Linked DNA regions of Mus musculus: region 2 is linked to region 1. Evidence: chromatin contacts called from public HiChIP or PLAC-seq data. All regions are on one chromosome and are shown on one strand. Each heading gives the region's core, a stretch centred on a gene start, on an enhancer-like site or on the middle of the called end of the contact. The rest is flanking DNA. Distances are from core to core; before and after follow the strand shown.

Evidence for each region. HiChIP or PLAC-seq counts read pairs in DNA pulled down with a chosen protein or histone mark.
Region 2: an H3K27ac HiChIP or PLAC-seq map of the NIH/3T3 cell line shows a contact between it and region 1, with 5 times the contacts expected there. The contact joins two enhancer-like sites. A contact is called at or near these places in 2 of 115 datasets of contacts at active chromatin or transcription factors (the NIH/3T3 cell line and fibro-adipogenic progenitors).

Annotation. Positions count from the first base shown.
Region 1 is chr15:93,632,418-93,637,121 of GRCm38.p6, forward strand. No RefSeq gene overlaps it. Among named protein-coding and RNA genes, the nearest start is that of Gm41385, 23 kb to the left of the region's middle. Within about 2 kb of position 2,239, at least 32 of the 459 cell types and tissues checked have an H3K27ac peak or open chromatin away from gene starts, as enhancers often do. A contact at or near this core is called in the NIH/3T3 cell line, where this site is marked.
Region 2 is chr15:94,023,802-94,028,505 of GRCm38.p6, forward strand. No RefSeq gene overlaps it. Among named protein-coding and RNA genes, the nearest start is that of Gm30609, 63 kb to the left of the region's middle. Within about 2 kb of position 1,955, at least 59 of the 459 cell types and tissues checked have an H3K27ac peak or open chromatin away from gene starts, as enhancers often do. A contact at or near this core is called in the NIH/3T3 cell line, where this site is marked.

The sequences.
Region 1 (4,704 bases), core at 989-3,488:
CGTGCTCAAATCATAGCACACCCTCCGACCTTCTCCATGTGCATAACAAAGATGGCATGGTTAATGATGTCCAGTGTGCAACTGGTGGAGGCTAACAGGAAGAAGGTTTCCACCCTCTCCCACTTGGGGGAACTTTTGAAAATTTCCCAAGAAGGTGGTGCTGAGTTCTCGGGAAAATGCTGTCTTTGTAGTATTTCTCAAATCCTGGTGTGGTCTATCAGTCACTGAGAGAGTCTGTTAGCCTGCAGAAGTGGCTCTGTAATTCCTGAGTGGAACCCAGCTCATGCTTCCCTCTATCATGCCCTGAGCAGTAAGACTCTCTGTCATCGTTCACCACTTGGGAGCGAACATTCCACCAGCAAGTTGCTCTGGAGGAAATGCCGGACAAGTGGAGCCAGAACTGGCTGGCGGACCACGATCTTGGTTTAGTAAGAGGTTCGTGATACAAACCCTTTCTGAGTCGTGGTTTTATTTATTTGTTGGTTGGCTTGTTGGTTTGTGTGGTGCTAGGGATCAAAGACAAGACCCTGTGTGTAGAAGTGGAACACTTAACTAGTGAGTTGTTTTCATATGATCTTGATCTTGGAATCCTATACCTCAGACTACTGAGTAGCTGAAATGTTCCACTCTCCACATGTTTAAGTGGAGACCTCAAGTCTTCTGGCAGAATTGTTAGGCAAATGGATAGAACATTCCATCAGATGAATCTAGAACATGCTAGAACACAAACCTTTATTCGTCCCCTTGTGGATTTAATTCCTCCTGTCTGGCTACCTTTTCAAACAACACTTTATAGTCTCCCCCCCATATCTATAACAATGAGTAGTTATATTTTGTTGACCTTTCTTTGTATACATATACATCCCATATTCTTTCTTTGATATGTCTAAGCAAGAGTTTGATACCATTTTCATTAATATAAAATGGGAAACATCTGAGTAGTGATTAGTCATCATGAAGGCTTATAAATGTCACTACTGTCCTTATTTCTGACTTAGCTAGACTGTACAGAGCAATCATTCAGTAAATATTTATTCAGGTCCTGCCACTATGCTACATCTTGGTATTTCACTTAGAATACAGTAATGCTCGAGCTTTTCTCAGTCTTTGTTAGTTGCTTAACTCATTGCACTTTCTCCAATGAGTCACTCATTGGCATTTTTTTGTTTGTTTGTTTTCCCTTACGTTTTTCTGGTTTTATTCCTTCTCCCCCGTTCTCTCTTTTTTTTTGCAGTTCATTCTTCCCTTTTAGATCTACTAGATTTACTCAGCTTTCCTTCCCTAAAGATCTTGACATAACTAATTCCACACAAAGCCATTTGATTCGTAACAAAAGTCAGCTCGGAGAGCCACACCCAGCATGTGGGTAGGAGAGAAATCGGTGGCCTAAGACACGATGCTAATCTTGAAACTGGTCAGAAGGAGCTTTCGCCTTTCTTTGATGCATACTTAGACTTTTGAGAAGAAAATTCCCACCCTCAAAACAATAAATTCGAAGCTGATAGCACAGAAAAGAACAGGGAGAAAAATGTTGAAACCCGTGTATGCGTGGACAGCAAAGGGCAAGATGCAGAAAAACGGGAGTGGATCATCTAGATTTGAGACTCTCCCACGTTCACACTTGAGTTGTGTGTCAATCGTGGGGCTGTCATTTAGTCTTTAAATCACTGACCTAGAACCTGTCTTACTGGGATTGCGGGGCACTGAGAAGGCCATTGGCGCAAAAGCCGTACTCACGGTGAAGTAACTGTAGGTTGCTTCCGAAAGAGCACCCTGCAGATAGGTTTTGATAAGGTTGGTATGTTCCCCCAAGAGACCATAATTAACCACATGAAAGAAGGAATGGCTTCTTAAGCAAATGGACTTTATCCTGCCCTCCTTCCATAGTGGGAAAACACAGGAATGTTTGTAACCAAGTCTGTTGACTGGACAGTACTGAAGGAAGGCTTTTTTCATGGTGTCTAGGTCTCACCTCTTAGCTCTTGCCTGGCACCTGGCTTCTCTTACATCTTCCCAGCCTGGAAGCATCATCTGTAATTTGCACACATGAGAACCTATTGGCTTATGAGTCAGTGGGAAACAGAGGTTATCTGGTTAAAGCAGAGAAGGAAGAATTTGATTTTTCTAGCTCATGGACAGTTTTTATTCTATCAGCTGGTTTTATGGGGTGAGCAGTTGTTCAAGAAGTGAAGGTGGTAAATGTGTGTTAGGCCTTAAGCTGTGACTCACTCCGGCTCCTCAGAAGGGTTCCGAGAAGAGTCACTGGCTTGTTATACTGCTTCCTCAGAAAGATTGCTTCAGTTGGCCCACTTTGGAGCTAATAAAAAAAATAGCAAGAACAAAATGATATAAGTCTCCAGGCATTTCTAACGTGCAGCTAAGAGAGGCAGTTCTGGGGCCTTGCTGGTCCCTGGAGGCCACTGGTGTCTAATTAGACACCGGAGGTTTTCTGAAGGAAGAGAGAGAACACTCAGCTTTTCTCTGTCCCGTGGTTGTTCTTTTTTCACCTCCATTTGAAAAGTAATTAGAGATGTTTGATAGGTCAGAAAGTCCAAGAATATGTTGAGCAAAAATAATTTTGTCTTAGGCCTGAATTTTACTATACACATGTTCTAATACACATATGTACAAACACATATATGCATAATATAGTATACCCATATATGCATGTGGGAAATGTATACATACATGTAGTATCTACAATATAATGTAATATATATATATATATATATATATATATATATATATATATGTCAGATATTTCTCTGTAATAAAGCCTTCTTATATGTTATTCAGAGAAGTATTTATTTGTTGGTTCTGAAATATTCATTAAATTATCAACCTTTGGTTTTCAAATGCAGAATAAGAACTTGCTTGCTTGTTCCCATACACTTGCTGGCACTGGAGTTGGTCACTGGGGACACCTTGTGCAGGAGGTTGCCTGCCACTTTTTCCTGAATGCCCTCACTTGTCGAATGCTTGGCTCTTGTTTTCCTTGGGTTTAGTAAGAACGCCCGAGTACCGACACACGTGTTTATATTTCTTATGTTACTTTGCTTCCCATATTAGGTCCACACAGTTTTCTATTCCACCACTATTCAGGGACTACGACATTTTAGGAAGAACAGGCATAAGCCAGAACGTGTCTAATGGAGCAAAACCTGCTTGCCCAAAGATCTGGAAACCATGCTGATGGGTAACATTGAAAGACTGAAAGTGATTTGCCTGGAGGAATTACAGTATGAAGTCACAAGATCAACAGTCGATTTCCTGATGTAAATTTTTTTTTTTCTTAATACCGAGAGTTTCTGTGGTCACAAGAAAACTCACATCCTGTAGGGGTCCAGACCAGCTCCTGATGGCAGAGACCGTCTTCACCTTTCACCTACTTGCCTTGTCCTGTGTCATAATCATGACTGATGGCAGCAGCAATGATCAAAGCATTCTTTCCTGATGATTCTGAATGTGGTCTCAGAGTTTTTTTCCTCAATGTGTGCTCCAGGCAGCTACTTCTAATTGATTGCACTGGTGCTAACGACCATACCTGTCTGTATTGCCTGCTTTAGAGGTCTCATCCTAATTAGAAGTGATACTTCCCTTTACCACGAAAGGACTCTATAATCTGTACATGAATAGCTCTCTTACGATTCCCAGAAAATGTTGAGACAAGATTAGGTTATTAAAACTGCATAAAGATAAGTGAATAAGAAAGTGGAGATAAAGTAACAGAAAACCAGACAAACCTGCCTTTTGCTTTCTGACCCATCCTAGGCCTGAGATCCCCAGCAGTGATAACTGCCTATCTCTCGAGCTTTCTCCAGAGGGAAGAACCAGTTTTAACGTCTAAGCCCTTGGATATCCTCGGTGGCCCCAGGATCTTGAGATTCATATCCAAGAATATGAAACCAGGTTGTGGATGGAGGGAAAGGGATGGAGCTATGAAAGGGGGGAGGTAGAGAGGGAGGGAGGTAGAGAGAGATGGAAAGAGACAGAAAGGGAGAGAGACAGAGACAGACACAGACACAGACACAGACACAGACACAGACACAGAGAGGTGACAGAGAGACATAGAGAGGACACACAGAGAGGAGCACATACAGACAGAGAGACAGAGAGGGGACAGAGAGACAGAGAGGTACACACAGGGAGAGAGAGAGAGAGAGAGAGAGAGAGAGAGAGAGAGAGAGAGAGAGAGAGAGAGAGCTCTCTAAATGCTGCCTTTTGAATTATCAGAGAGTTTTCTCTGGGGACAACAAAATGTCCATGCAACACATCTCTGAGAGAACACACTGAGTTACACACCTATCAGGATCTCAGAACCCCCAGATTCCTTCAGGAGGTTTACACCTTCCAAGATTTGAAACGTTCTGGAGTATTTGAGGAACGTCATGAAGAAGGACTGTAGGGTTGTTGTGTATCACTGACAGGGAACCACTTAGAGCAGTGGGCAGAGTCAGAGGCAAGCCATCCTTGGATTTCAAGAAGGTTGTGCTTGCTACAACCGGAGGTGTCCCGCAATTAATAAGCTGCTTAGAGCATGCCTGTTCACTGGTAATATTTAGGCAAAAAAGACTGCATTGTTGCTGCCTGTCAGAGACAGAGTTTAATGGGTTTCTATTTTAGATAAGGTATGTAATTAAATCTCTCTTCCACGGGGAGACAGACTCCTTCATATTGTAGAAAAGTTTTAGTGTAACAGGAATA
Region 2 (4,704 bases), core at 705-3,204, 390 kb after region 1:
TGGCAGACATCTCACCAATGGAGCTCAGCCCTCAGCTCTATTTCCTAACTTTTAGAAAGTAAAAGAATTAACTACTATCGTGTAAAGGCAAAATACATTCTTCTCCCTCCTGCCTCCTGCATAGCAAGCACCAGAGAGACTGTGACACAGTGGCTCTCATCTAAATAATCCCGTCTCCTATTTAATCACACTCTTGCCAATCCCATATGCAGTATAAACATACAGAACTATGTCAAATATGGACATCTGACAATATCTAGACTTTATGAAAACTATATACATTCAACTCCACAAAATTTGGGTGGGGGGATTTAATTCAAGGGAATTTATATTCATGGAGTTCTGGGGCTCCCTACAGTTGTTTTTGACCAGAAGTGTTGCTAAAAATAACTTTCTGGGAAGCAGTTTCCATGAACCTTCATTTAATTTTGTCGTGACAACTCAGCCACAGCTCTCAATGCAAGTCTCCAGTTGGCTTCAATACAAAGGAACAGTCGTCTGCTAATCACTCAGTGGCCTCACAGGTGTTGCCTGGCAGCATGTGCAGTAGATGCTGTGTTGGAGAAGCATGTGTGGCTAGCAGCTGTAGCTGCCTATGACACTGCAGTGCTTTGAATAAGAATGGCCCCAGTAGGCTCATAGATTTAAATGCTTGGCCATTAGGGAGCAGTGCTACTTGAGAGGGATTAGGAGGCGTGGCCCTGTAGGAATAGATCTGGCCTTCTTGGAGGAAGTGAGCCACTGGGGATGGGCTTTCCGATTTCAACTGCCAGTTGCTCTCTCTTCCTGCTGCCTATGGATCTGGATATAGAACTCACTACCTCTCCAGCACTGTGTCTACCTGTGTGCTGCCATGCTTCCTGCCATAATGATAATGGATTGAACCTCTGAAAATGTAAGCCATTCCCCTTTCCTTTCTAAGAGTTGCCTGGTGTCTCTCCATGCCTGGTGTCTCTTTGTCTCGGTTTGAGAGTCAGTTATAAGATAGTACCACACAGAGTGTCCAGGGGCAAAGGTTTCCTTCTGGGAAACACTCAGTAAATACTCTTTCCCCACACAACTGGTGTCCAGCTCTTCATAGACCTCCCTCTAACTGGGCACTTAGTGATCCAGACTTGAGTTTGTTTTCTACTCCCTCCTGAGAGTATCAGCATAATCAATGTAACACAACACTATCCAGGCCAGATCACAGGGGAATCTTTCACACATCGCCTCTGGAAGCAAACATCTTGGCTCTTAATGTGAGAACCTCCTTTAGTGTTGGCAAGTTGACCGATGGGGAAGAGAACGAGAGGCCTGAGCCCTTTCAGGAGATCCCCTTATCTTGAAGGGTGAGTTTGTTTAAAATGTTAGTAGCCAGTGGAACAAAGAATTCCTTGTATGATGGAGAACCTTCCTGAATTTATTTTTCTACCAAAAGATATGTGAATTGAAGAAAACTGTCTGCGGGGAAAGTAGCATTTTTTTTTAAATTAATCACATTTTTGGATTGCTGGCATTTGCAATTAATACTACTTTTGTTTCTGCTTGTGATCCAAATGGCAGGTAGAGGTTACTTTGATTTAATTATGAGCTCTCAGCATTCTTCCCATACCACCAATTTAGGCCGTCTAGACAGTGCGGTCGCTCTATGGTGAGTGGGCTTCCCTCTGGGAATTCCTTTCTTTTGGACCATGGAAGAAGTCTCCACAGACCTTGAAAAGACTTCCCACATAAGTCTCTGTGCCCTTATACTTCAATATCTGCGATGCCACAATGCATTAATACATCTGTATCGTATTAATACTGTATTAGAGCAATGCATGGGTAATACGATATAATAAAAACAGGGCTCAAGCCTAACGTTCTCACGTGGCTCCGCAAGATGAGAAACAGCATTGTCAGTCCCAGCTCGCGGGCCTTGTGCCTGCGGAGAGGCAGAAGAGGCCTGGGGCCTGCCGTGAGCAGTATAAACCGCCATGCGGTCCACGCCAGTGCTGCTGTCCAGAGATAAAGAACGCAGACAGGCAGACTAGCTGCGCTGTGGGTCCGGAGTGTTTTCATAATTCCCAACACCCTCCTCTTTCACATTGTTGGTTTGTCATCCTCTAGTAATTGTTCATAAATCATTGCTGCAATTGCTTGTGACTCTATAACATTCCCTGCCAAAAAAAAGTATTGCAACAAATAGTTGAGAAGTTCTTTTTTTTTTTTTCTTTCTCTTTCTTCCAAAATAATTTTCTTAAAAGAATTTGGATCTTGCATTTTCAAAACGATAGGAAAAAGCATAAAGAGCGACCGGGTGTGGGGATAAGGCTTTTCCTAAAAGCCAAGTTTGCTGGAGATAATTTCATTTCCAAAGTGAAGAACACGAAGGCCCAAGCCTCAGACCCGCCTGTTTTTTCTAACCACATTTCCATTCCCTCTCCAGCCCGGCCTGGCAAAGTGCATTTCTCTGCTGTTGACTCGTCTCACAAAACCTTTCCAAAGACAGAAATCCCATAACGTTTCGGGTTAATGAATTCTATTGTGTTGTAAGGACTTTACAGGGACTAACCTAAAGCTTCTATGCTCCATTTGAAATTAATTATCCTGGACTTTCACCATCATAACTAAGAATTAAAACCAGCTGCTCACCTCTGCCTTGCCACATTCCCGCAGCACGTTGGTAGGCTTGCCTTTTCATATTTCCATGCTACGTGGGCCCAGATCCTGTGACCTTTCTTTGGGAAGACGGTTTTCCAACCCGTTCATCATTTTCATTGTGCTTCTTTGGACAGACTCCAAAGTCTCTTTCCTTGGGTGGGCCCACGGTTTTGAGATAGCAGTGGCTGAGCCGTGGAAGTCACTTCACCAGAGATATGTAGCCTGCATGCCAGGGGCCATTCTTTGTGGGGGGGGGGTGTCATACTTCATTTTAGACACGCCTGCTGTAAAAACACAGTATAGATTAAAAATAAACTGGGTAAGAGTGTTCACCTAGGCTCTCTTCCAGAAAAACACTCTAATCTATTTAAGATATGACAGGTTTCCCTAAAGTCTATGCATCTACATAGATTTCAGAGAACACCTCTTATGGACCATGAAGGGTATAGTATCCGTACATTCGTTTACTCATTTATCTTTTCATTGATTTGAGAATGTTAACCAAATGCCTGCTGTTCCCTGATATAGTCTAGAGACAAAGGAACTGGATTATTATCTTGCTCATGTAGCTGCTTTACACTGAAGAGCATTTAACAACACGGAGAGACAGTGTGTGAATAGTTTGATCACTGATGGCGGCCCTTCTCTGAGCAGCAAGTCATTTAGTATGTACTTGCTGAGGTAGCCAGCTTTCTGTCACTGTGACAGAGTACCTGAGGCAGCTGATAAATAAAGGACCAAAACCATTAATTTTGTCTCCAAGTTTTAAAGGTTCCAGTCCATGATCAGTGTGAGTCTTATAGGCTCAGGCCTGCGGCAAATATGTACATCACGGTTAGAACCTGTGTTAAGCAAAACTACACATCTCATGGTCAGAAGCCAAAGGAGACTGAGGAGGAGCCTTAGGCAAAGGGATCTCACTCAAGTGCACACTCCCAATGATTGACAGACATCCCATCAAGACACACCCCTTAAAGGCACCTCTGACTTCCTAACAGGCCCACTCTGGAAACCTAACATTTAGCATGTATGGCTGGGAAGGACACTTAAGATCGGAATTGTAGCGCTGACCTTCTCCAGATGAATTTTCTCATCTTTATCAGATGAATGCTGACAATTTTTATGTCCGTGGAGGCTGTAAAGTTTAAGTGTGTGTGTGGTGTGTGTGTGTGTGTGTTTGTGTGTGTGTGTGTGTGTGTGTGTGTGAGCGCGCGTGCTTGTGATACACATATATAATGCAACAGAGTGGCTCGCTATTATTCTTTCCCAAGATCAGTCACTCAGCAAAGGGTTTTATTCATTGATGGAGGTGCTTCGAGTGTTGCAATCAGAGAAACTGGGTATTACAATGCAATAGGATACATGCTATGATAAAGTTAGAAACAGAGCCGGGCACTTGGGAGGCAGAGGCAGGTGGATTTCTGAGTTCGAGGCCAGCCTGGTCTACAGAGTGAGTTCCAGGACAGCCAGGGCTATACAGAGAAACCCTGTCTGGAAAAAACAAAAAAAAGTTAGAAACAGAGTGTCCTGGGAGAACAAAGAAGCAAGAGGCTGAGCTTCTGTGCAGATGCTTAGAAACACATAAGATGCACCATGTATGTGATCTAAATGATGTGATTAAGGACATGTAGAAGTTCTCTGGGTAGGAGGAAGTGGGTATTCCAGACAGAAAGCAATGCCGGAGTACAAAATCAGTGCCAGGTGGGAGAATTCCGAGAGACCAGGAACATTCTAGAAGTCAAGGCTGAACGGGATATTGCCAGTGATGTACACAGACAGACAGACAGGTAGCCTGGAATAAAAGACCCAGAAATAAAAACACAACATTAGAACTTGTGCTGAAGTCAAACAAGCAAACCAGCAAAACAAAACCAAAACCAATCATAAAGTCGTTCTTTTTTGATATAGAGACAAAATATAGCTATTCTTAATCAATTTCTTTGCTACGAAATCTAATATTTCTGACAATGAAGGCATACCTGGTAAGACAACATGTTATTAAGGTTTTAAATGATTTGACACATTCCATTCTGTTTTATTAACTTACCTGTTCTCCTCATTGTATTCATTTTCAATCGC